Linked DNA regions of Hordeum vulgare: region 2 is linked to region 1. Evidence: chromatin contacts called from public Hi-C data. All regions are on one chromosome and are shown on one strand. Each heading gives the region's core, a stretch centred on a gene start, on an enhancer-like site or on the middle of the called end of the contact. The rest is flanking DNA. Distances are from core to core; before and after follow the strand shown.

Region 1 (4,943 bases), core at 1,745-4,244:
ATTTTTTTTTACGCAGGTGTAACCTTCTATCAAGTTTGTTGCCAGCAAATTTCGTATTTTTTGACCATTTTTTAAGTTACTTGTTTAAAGAAATATAGGTTGGACGTACCCCATGTTCCAATCGCCTGTCTGTATACTCTGCTTAATTGTTTCTTTTAGGTCATCTCCAACCTGGACCCATAAAACGGACATCATATTTGTCCGCCGATTGGTTTGGATTAATGCCCGGACATTAATACGGGAATTGGCCATCTAAAACTAGTTGTAAACGTTTGGTCACATATCAAACGCAATTTTACCTAAAAAAAAGCAAATTTGTTGCAAATTTAAGCAAACTGAATGGCTTTCATTCAAACTTAACAATTTTCATTTAAACATGGGCACATTCAATACGTTTTGATATATATCTACTAAACTTAGCGGATCAGGCTATTCTAGCCTAGTATAAAGGATCGCCGGCTGCGGCAGCACCAACTTCCCCACAACATGTTTTTTCCATGTTCGACAGCAAGCTGGATGGACAACCATGAGCCGCGGAAACTGAAGCTTCCTCCGCTTCTGTGAAGCGGGCAAGCTCACCAGCTGTTAGGCCCGACAAGACGATGTCGGTGGCCTTTTTGGGACCCAGGCGTCGAGGGCTTTCCATGTTCTACTCTTCCTTATTATCGAAGACCCGCTTGGCGTACCAGTCTCATCGTCGTGGCAGCTGGGTGAGCCTGACGCGAGCCGGTGACATCGTCAAATTCCTCTGCAACACCGCATCGATATTCACAAATAGAGTGTCCTTCTTTGCCTTTGGGGCACACACCGCCATCGCTAGCAATGGATTTTGCGTGCGGTGCGATAGGAAAAGAGCAACACCTTATGTTCACCCACGTCTGCCACGGCGTCCATGACGATGTTGTCATTCGCCTTGATGTGGGTGATTTGCTCCTCCAAGAGTCGATGCTCATGGAGGATCAATGGATTGTACCTCTAGTCGGCTTGCGCCTGCCGGAACACCGACTCCCGCTCTTCCATCACCATGTTGGTGAAATGTGCCCTCGCCTCGTCCATGGTGATGTCGGCATGGAATGGCGTGGGCAACGGCGCTTGTTCGTCGTCGCTCGCCTCTTTTGTCGGCCCGTCCGTGTCGTTGCCACCCAGAGATCTCGTTAGCAATCCATCATGTATTTGACTGGCTTGACAGCCTTCCAGCCGGCTGCAATGTCGAAGAGCTCCTGCATCTATTCACCGTATGGGCTGTCCCATAGGGATTTGGAGCTCCAGGCCATGATGGTGTTGCTCACATAGGAGATCATGAGTAGAGGTGTAATGCGGTTGTTGCCGGGCCTGCCACGTTTAAATAGCATGTAGATTCCACGCAAAACGACAAGGTGTTTAATGCCGGTGAGCATGAGGACAAACGGGTGGCGTCGGCATGCAAGCGCCGGAGTGGGTTTCTCGAGAACCTAACTTGTTTTAATAGAAGGAGTAGCGTTTAAATGCGGAGAGAAGGTGCGTGCACCGAGATGTGGGACGGGTCGTGCTCTCATCCAGCTTGATGTTTCAATGTCGGCTTGAGTGAGAGACTACCATTTGATTAGGTGCTTCAGTGTCGGCCTTAACATGTTAACTCAGACTTCTGGTTGGATGGTTAAAGAGACAGTGGTACCCCGCACATTAGGGTTCGAGTTCTGGTGCTCGCATTATTTCGAAATTTATTTTCGTATTTCCGCGCGATGCGCATTCATTCTAACGAGACACTCGTGTCGATGACGAAGCGTATATGGTTACTTTGTGAATCTGAAGATGATATGCCGGCTCAGTTTCTCGGAGGTGCTCAAAGAGATAGAATATGTGTGTGTGCGTTCATAAAGATGAATGTATACGCATTTAAATGCAAGGCCAGAGTGGGTTTCTCGACAATCGTACTTGTTTTAATAGAAGGAGTAGCGTTTAAATGCGGAGAGAAGGTGCATGCACCGAGATGTGGGACGGGTCGTGCTCTCAGCCAGCTTGCTATTTCAATGTCGGCTTGAGTGAGAGACTACCATTTGATTAGGTGCTTCAGTGTGGGCCGTAACATGTTAACTCGGATTTCTGATTGGATGGTTAAAGAGACGTGGTACCCCGCACATCAGGGTTCAAGTTCTGCTGATCGCATTATTTCTGAATTTATTTTCGTATTTCCGCGCGATGCGCATTCATTCTAAGGAGACGCTCCTGTCGATGACGAGCCGTATATGGTTATTTCGTCAATCTGAAGATGATATGCCGGTTCAGTTTCTCGGAGGTGCTCATAGAGATAGGATTTACACGTTTGCGTTCATAAGGATGAGTGTATACGCATTTATATGAACGTTTTTGCGTTTGTACTGTGTTAAAAAAACTAAGACTGCGTATTGGTTAGGTGCTTGATTTTTTTTGAGCATTAGATCTACATCCAACGGCTACCATGACAACGCATTGTTGTCGTGGTTGTTGTTCTTCTTTTGCACCATCAACCGACGCCGGCGTAACCGTCCACATCATGCGGTCGGCAGCGTCACAGCGCCTGCCCCGCCCTCCCCTGAACCGCCATCTACCGTCATGCTGGGACCGCCCCGTCCATCCCTCTAACCCCTCCCCCGTTCTACAGCGTCGGGGATGACCCCGCACCCCTAGCCGAACAGCCAAACCTCGGACTCGTCGTGGCACCGCCGGCTCCCGCTCATTCACGACTTGCACTCGCCGTAGAGAGTCCGCGGCCTTCCCGCTGAAATCGACGAAGTTTCAGTCGCATGATGCTTGCCAAAGGCACGAAACTTAGAACGTTACGAATTTACTAGCAGCACAAAAGCATTCTCTTTCTGTTGCTTCAAGTTGGTACTCCTACAAGTCTATACAACTGAAGCAGCTCCCCGAAAGCAGAATCCAAGTGCCCACCCCCACCCGTCCATCCCGTGTGGACCCGTGTAACAACGACGATCGATCTGCCGAGCCCTGGAGCCGGGAGAGGATCCGAGGCGCGGCCGGGCTGGACAAGCAGGATCGGGTCACAATCACATCAACGGAAGAGTACCACCTAATCATCCCTCGTATAGCCATAGCCAGGTCCCTGGTTAAAGCGAGACGTTATCTAAGAATATTTGGGGACATACATGCGGTAACCAACCCGTCAATACATCCAACCATCCAATTAGCTTCACGTGAAATCAACGTACGTGACGAATCTAGCTAGCGTGGTCGCTTGCTCTCGACCTTTCGGCTGCACGTTAGCGTTGTTCGCCCGTGTTTGGCCGCATACCCCGGTGGTCGATACTATACTCTACCCGCTACCAAATCGTCGTTGGCTGGCTCCTTGTTTAAGCACTGGACTAGAGTGGTGCTCGTTGGAATAAGATGGGTCGCTTTGCTCTTAGATTGCGTGGCCCCGTACGTGATGGGACTGCCCACTACCTAGCTAGCTAGCCACATGCACCAAAAGTGTAAGCCAGTAGGACAGTTGGCATCATAGATCAAGATCAGTCATTAGTGACAGCACAAACCACGAATCAGTCATTAGTGACAGCACAAAGCACATTCTTCCAGCTCCCTAATTTAGCAGTATCGTCACACCGTGGGCCCAAGCAGGCATAATATATAACTAAAGTAAAGAGAGATGGGAGGCTACAATGGGCAGTTGGGCACGTCACACATTATGTGCCTGTGTTTGAAGTTAATCTAAGACACTGTTTGGTTCCTAAGTCCTACGACTTATTTTGTCTCAACTTATAAGTCCTAAGTCCCTAAAAAGTTCCTACCTGTTTGGTTCTTAAGACTTAACATGGACTAAAAGACTATATTACAACTACAAGTCCCTATAAGTCCTTACTTAAGAGTCTTATTTCATAAGTCCCAAATACCCATTTTAAGTCCCTATAAGTCCCTCCTGTTTGGTTTAGATGAGACTTAAAGAGATTTATAAGTTATGAGTCCCTAATAAGTCCCTATAACCAAACACCTCCTAAACACCAACAGCTGTAAGAGCATCTCCAATAGCCGTTCAATCTATGGCACGCCAAAAATCAGTTTGCAGCGCGTTGTTCGCCTGTATTGGCGCGGCGGTCAGCGCTGGCTCCATCAGGCGCGCTAAAATGCAGCGCGCGCGTAGCTCCAGCAGGCGCGCTAAAATGCAGAGCGCGCGAGCAACCGATACTTGCCATATGTTGCATTTTGGACACATTTTAAACACAAAATCAATCTCAAACATCAAAACAAAGACATGACATAATTTAAATCACACAAACAAGTTCATGATGACATACAAAGTTCATACAAATTCATGCCCAGAACATCATCCAACCAAGTTCATGTCCACAAGTTTAAATTCATGCCCATATAGAAAGTTCACACCAACGAGTGGCCCATCAAGAACCAAGCCTTGTCCTCGTCTTCATCCTCATCTTCCTCATCCTTTCCCTCTTCATCTGATTCATCATCCGAAGAGGATTCTTCATCCTCCTCTTCATTATCGCGTGCGGTGTTGGCAAGATCTTCAACGGCATCATGTGAAGGTGTTGGCACACCGGAAGACATGCCGCCCATGCCGCCCCGAGATGGTCCCATGTCTCCCATGAGAGACGCAAAACCCATGCCGCCAATGCCGCCCGGAGGTGCTCCGAAGCCACCCATACCTCCCATGGTCTCCATGGTAGCTCCAAAGCCACCCATGGCACCCATGCCGCCCATGGTAGCTCCGAAGCCACCGATGCCTCCCATGCCGCCAATGCCACCGCCACCCATGTCGCCTATGCCACCGCCACCCATGTCGCGAATCATGGCTCTTTTTTGGATTAAGACTTCTTCACGGGTAAGATTGACATACTCCTTTTGGGCCTCATTGATGGTAGATGTGTTCAAAAAGAACAAGTACTTCTCCCATTCCAACAACCTAGATCGCTCCTCCATGCCCACCTTCCTCTCCTCCAATGTCACCTTCC
Region 2 (5,238 bases), core at 663-3,162, 210 kb before region 1:
GAAATGGGCTGCGATCCGCACTGCCCCTTTTGCACTTGTTTAGTTTTCAGAAATTTGTAGAGAGCATGTAACATATAATCCCAATAATAGGATAAATTTCAAATTTTGTTCATCTATTATTCTAAATAATAATTATGAATTATAAAATGTTAATAATAACGTAAGTAATTCTTTAAATATTCATAATTTCTCAAAAAAAAATCAGAAATATTCATAATTATAAAAATTCTGTATCATTACACCTGTTTGTTTTATTTTAGAAATTCGTGGATAAAAACAAATGTTCATGTATTACTTTCAAATATTATTTATGAATATGAACACGTTTTTATAACTAGAATACAATACTTTTTAAAATTAATTTAATAAATAATATTTTAATTGTACAAGCGTTTCAATGTTTGTATAGTTTACAATATTTTGTCCAGTTCAATGTTTGTATAGTTTACAATATTCATGATTTAAAATCTACTCTGTTGAATATAAGTCATGAGTAAAAAATAAACACAAGTTGATATCTAAATTATATTAACTAAATATTTTTTATTTCAAAAGAATGTTTAAAATTTGTAGAAAATTGTGTCGCAGTTGCGTGATGGTTAGCTTATGTGCGAGTGAATCCTCATGTTACCGGTTTGAACACGCCGAATGCACTTCGTATGGTTATTAGATTATTATTAGAGTTGTTGGCGTGCTATGATATATAAGGTATACATTGTTCTTTATTACTTCTTTTGATCCGCGCTGCTATGATATATAAGGTGGTCGTGCTAAGCAAATAGTAGGTACTGTTGACGTGGTTGTTATCCAAGCAAGTGACCTAGCGGTTCATCGTCGGATCGAAATCCCGGCCCCATTATTTTGCCTTTTTATTTGAGGGACTTCCTACATTAATAAAAAAGGAGCCACTAGTTTTTCTACAAATCTATCATATGAGAACATTTACAGTGGTTAACAGCGGGCCCGCGCCATGCTGGCACCGACGGATATGTATGCCGCGTACGGTGAGAGTGACTGTATTTGAAGAACCTCGCAAGTTTAGTGACCTCAAACACGTACTTTACAATTTTGTACACGAAAGTGACCGCCGCATGCAAGTTCTAACACCTCTCGTGTATTTACCTCTTTTTTAAACTGGCGCGGGTTATCTTTTACTCCTTCCGTCTCATATGTAAGATTTATTTTGACACTAGGAGTAGTAACAAGTAAAAGGTCAGCAAAAAAAAAAAAAAAAAAAAAGCCAACCCTACAAAAATGTCGATCAATAAACAATTAGGGACGTACATTTCCCCAATCCGTACGCCCGCTACGCTTGCTCGCCTACCTCAAGCAACGCCCTCTATTATTGGCAAGCAGGGGCGGAACTGAACGTGGTGTTTGGGGGTTTAGGTGAACCCCACAAAATTCAGCAAGGCACCGAATCCCATCGGACCAGCTCCGATCGATCTAATTTACACGGAGAAAACTACGATCTACCTCGCGCGCCGCGAAAGAACAAGCCAGCAGAACCGCGGACGAAGGCAGCAATCGTCAACAAATTCCGAACGATTGGGGTCCCGGCGGCTCAATGCCACGGCAAGGCGGGTACGAAACCCCAAACAACACAACGGCGACTCGAGGGAAGGGAAGGGTCCGTACGATCAGGCTAGGATCCCTTACCTTACCGGTGAAGGGAAGGAATCAGGCCGACGCCAGCAGCAGCAGGCGTGGCTATGTCCGTCGCCGTCGCCGTCGCCGCAGCAGATTGTGGCCGTGAGAAGTCGATGGATCTGGGGAGGGAGTTGGGGAAGATGAACGGGCGAAGGAGATGGGGGAGGAGTTGATGATTGCCCGATGGTTCTGTCGCGGAGGCGGAGGCGGAGGCGAGTGGAGAGGAGGAGAAAGGAGGCGGACTTGAGGTGGTCAATGTGCACGTAACATTTAAACGAACTACGGAATGGTAGCTAGGTAGGTAGGGCCGGGGGGTGCGGGGATAGAGACGGATGCGTCGAAGGTTCCTTAACTGCGCTCGGAAATCTTCACGGATGTAGGCAGGCAATCTTAGGACCACACCGTGAAGGAAAGACTGGCACCGCGAGTAAAACAGTAACAAAACTGGCTCGTTCACTTTCCATCTTTTTTTTTTTACTTTTTTTTTTGAGTTGGTAATTTCCATCTTTGTAACGTGTAAAAGAAAGTTTTTTTACCCAAAAGAACCACTTGTCCAGTGCAATTGTCAAAAACGACCATCCCAGATTAGATTGCAAATAAAACCATCTAAACCATGACGGTACACGCATCAGCCGACACGTGGCATCTGCCGCTACGAGCGGAGGCGGTGGCCCCTGCCGCCACAAGGCCAAGCGGCAGGCGCTGCATTACCGGCCTAGACAAACGGCGATGAAACGGGATCGGTGGCCCCTGCCGCCATACAACCAGGCGACAGCTATGGGCAGGTGGCCCCTGCCGCCATGCATCCAGGCGGCATGCAGATGCATGGCCTTTCCGCTCGCCATCGCGTGAGTTTTATAATGTAGAGAGAGGTGCTTTAACAATGCCGCTCATGTAGCTATCGAGCTTCCATGGTCTTTGCATATAATAATCAGCCTAAAATGTAAAAAGTAGTTGTGCATCTTTTGAGGAAACGAGCGGCCGGGCTTTCATAGCCATGCATGTGTTATTTTTTTGTTTGCTAGTGCATGTTAGTGTTGGAAACATACCCTAGAGCCAATAATAAATTGGTTATTATTATATCTCCTTGTTCATGATAATTGTCTATTGTTCATGCTATAATTGTATTAACCGAAAACCGTAATAAATGTGTGAATACATAGACCACAACATGTCCCTGGTGAGCCTCTAGTTGGCTAGCTTGTTGATCGGAAGATGGTCATGGTTCCCTGGCCATGGATATTGGATGTCGTTGATAACGGGATCACATCATTAGAAGAATGATGTGATGAAGAAGGCCCAATCCTAAGCATAGCACAAGATCGTGTAGTTCGTCTGCTAGAGCTTTTTATAATGTCAAGTATCATTTCCTTAGACCATGAGATTGTGCAACTCCCTGATACCGTAGGAGTACTTTGGGTGTATCAAACGTCACAACGTAACTGGGTGATTATAAATATGCACTACAGGTATCTCCGAAAGTGTCTGTTAGGTTTGCACGAATCGAGACTGAGATTTGTCACTCCGTTTGACGGAGAGGTATCTCTGGGCCCATTATAACCCACAAGTATAGGGGATCAATTGTAGCCTTTCTCGATAAGTAAGAGTGTTGAACCCAACGAGGAGCTAAAGGTAGGACAAATATTCCCTCAAGTTCTATCGACCACCGATACAACTCTACGCACACTTTACGTTCGCTTTACCTAGAACAAGTATGAAACTAGAAGTACTTTGTAGGAGTGATAGGATAGGCTTGCAAGAAAGTAAAGAACACGTAAATAAAACTAGGGGCTGGTTAGATAAAGAAACAACTACGAGTGTCTAACGAGTGTGGAAAAGTGGTGGTAGGAGTTGCGGAATTGTCCCTAAGCAATTGACTACGTTACTAGATCGATAACAAGTATCATGTGGGAGAGGCCTCTGCTAGCATGTCATCCCTTACTTGGAATTCTATGCACTTATGATTAAAACTATTAGCAAGCGTCCGCAACTACTAACATTCATTAAGGTAAAACCCAACCATAGCAATAAGATATATTGGTCCCCCTTCAATCCCATATGCATCAATTTCTATGCTAGGTTTGAAGCTTCTGTCACTCTAGCCTGCCAATACATAGTCCTATCAACATACAACTAACCCTATGGTGTGATCCACGCGCGCGATCATATGATGGGAACCAAAGGATAGCAACATAACCACAAGCAAATTAAACCAATCATAGCAATTCATCAATCAGCGATAGGACAACGATAATCTACTCAGACATCATAGGATAGCAACACATCATTGGATAATAGTATGTAGCATAAAGCACCATGTTCAAGTAGAGGGTACAACGGGTTGCGGGAGAGTGAACCGCTGAATATAGATGGGGGAAGATGATGGAGATGTTGGTAAGATGACGGAGGTGTTGGTGTAGATCGCCGTCACACAATGATTTCCCGGGCGGCGTTCCGGCGCCGGTGGGAGAGAGGGGGAGAGAGCCCCCCTCCTTATTTTTCTTCCTTGACCTCCTCCCTAGATGGGAGAAGGGTTTCCCCTCTGGTCCATGGTCTCCATGGCGGCGGAGGGGCGAGAGCCCCTCCGAGATTGGATCTCTCTCTGTGTGTCCTTCTGTTTCTGCGCTCCCAGATTCTGCGTTTCACCGTTTCTTAAATTCCCGGAGATCCATAACTCCGATTGGGCTGAAATTTTAACACGATTTTCTTAAAGAAGGGCTCCAACCGCCTTAAGGAGTGGCCACAAGCCTACCTGCCGCGGGCCCACTCCCTGGCCACGGCGACAGGGCTTGTGGGCACTCCGTGCATCGCCTCGCGTTGATTCTTCTTCCCAAAAATCTTAAATATTCCAAAAAAATCCCCGTAAGTTTTTATTACGTTTGGACTGTTGGAATTATGCCCTAGAGGCAATAATAAATGTATAGTTATTATTATAATTCCTGTATCAAGATAATAGTTTATTATCCATGCTATAATTGTATTGAATGAAGACTCATTTACATGTGTGGATACATAGACAAAACACCGTCCCTAGCATGCCTCTAGTTGGCTAGCCAGTTGATCAATGATAGTCAGTGTCTTCTGATTATGAACAAGGTGTTGTTGTTTGATAACTGGATCACGTCATTGGGAGAATCACGTGATGGACTAGACCCAAACTAATAGACGTAGCATGTTGATCGTGTCATTTTGTTGCTACTGTTTTCTGCGTGTCAAGTATTTATTCCTATGACCATGAGATCATATAACTCACTGACACCGGAGGAATGCTTTTTGTGTATCAAACGTCGCAACGTAACTGGGTGACTATAAAGATGCTATACAGGTATCTCCGAAGGTGTTAGTTGAGTTAGTATGGATCAAGACTGGGATTTGTCACTCCGTGTGACGGAGAGGTATCTCGGGGCCCACTCGGTAATACAACATCACACATAAGCCTTGCAAGCAATGTAACTTAGTGTAATTTGCGGGATCTTGTATTACGGAACGAGTAAAGGGACTTGCCGGTAAACGAGATTGAAATAGGTATGCGGATACCGACGATCGAATCTCGGGCAAGTAACATACCGAAGGACAAAGGGAATGACA

The links. A called contact is a pair of places that touch in the nucleus more often than the background predicts.
Region 2: a contact with region 1 is called in a Hi-C map of leaf, with 4 times the contacts expected there. The contact joins the promoter of LOC123403439 here to the enhancer-like site in region 1. A contact is called at or near these places in 3 of 6 Hi-C or Micro-C datasets (leaf and seedling).

The regions. Positions count from the first base shown.
Region 1 is chr6H:495,561,407-495,566,349 of MorexV3_pseudomolecules_assembly, reverse strand. No RefSeq gene overlaps it. Among protein-coding and RNA genes, the nearest start is that of LOC123405670, 66 kb to the right of the region's middle. Within about 2 kb of position 2,994, at least 3 of the 3 cell types and tissues checked have open chromatin away from gene starts, as enhancers often do. A contact at or near this core is called in leaf and seedling, where this site is marked.
Region 2 is chr6H:495,769,572-495,774,809 of MorexV3_pseudomolecules_assembly, reverse strand. It overlaps LOC123403439 (probable RNA-dependent RNA polymerase 1), which reads right to left and starts at 1,912. Exons shown (of 5, transcript XM_045097379.1): 1 at 1,665-1,912.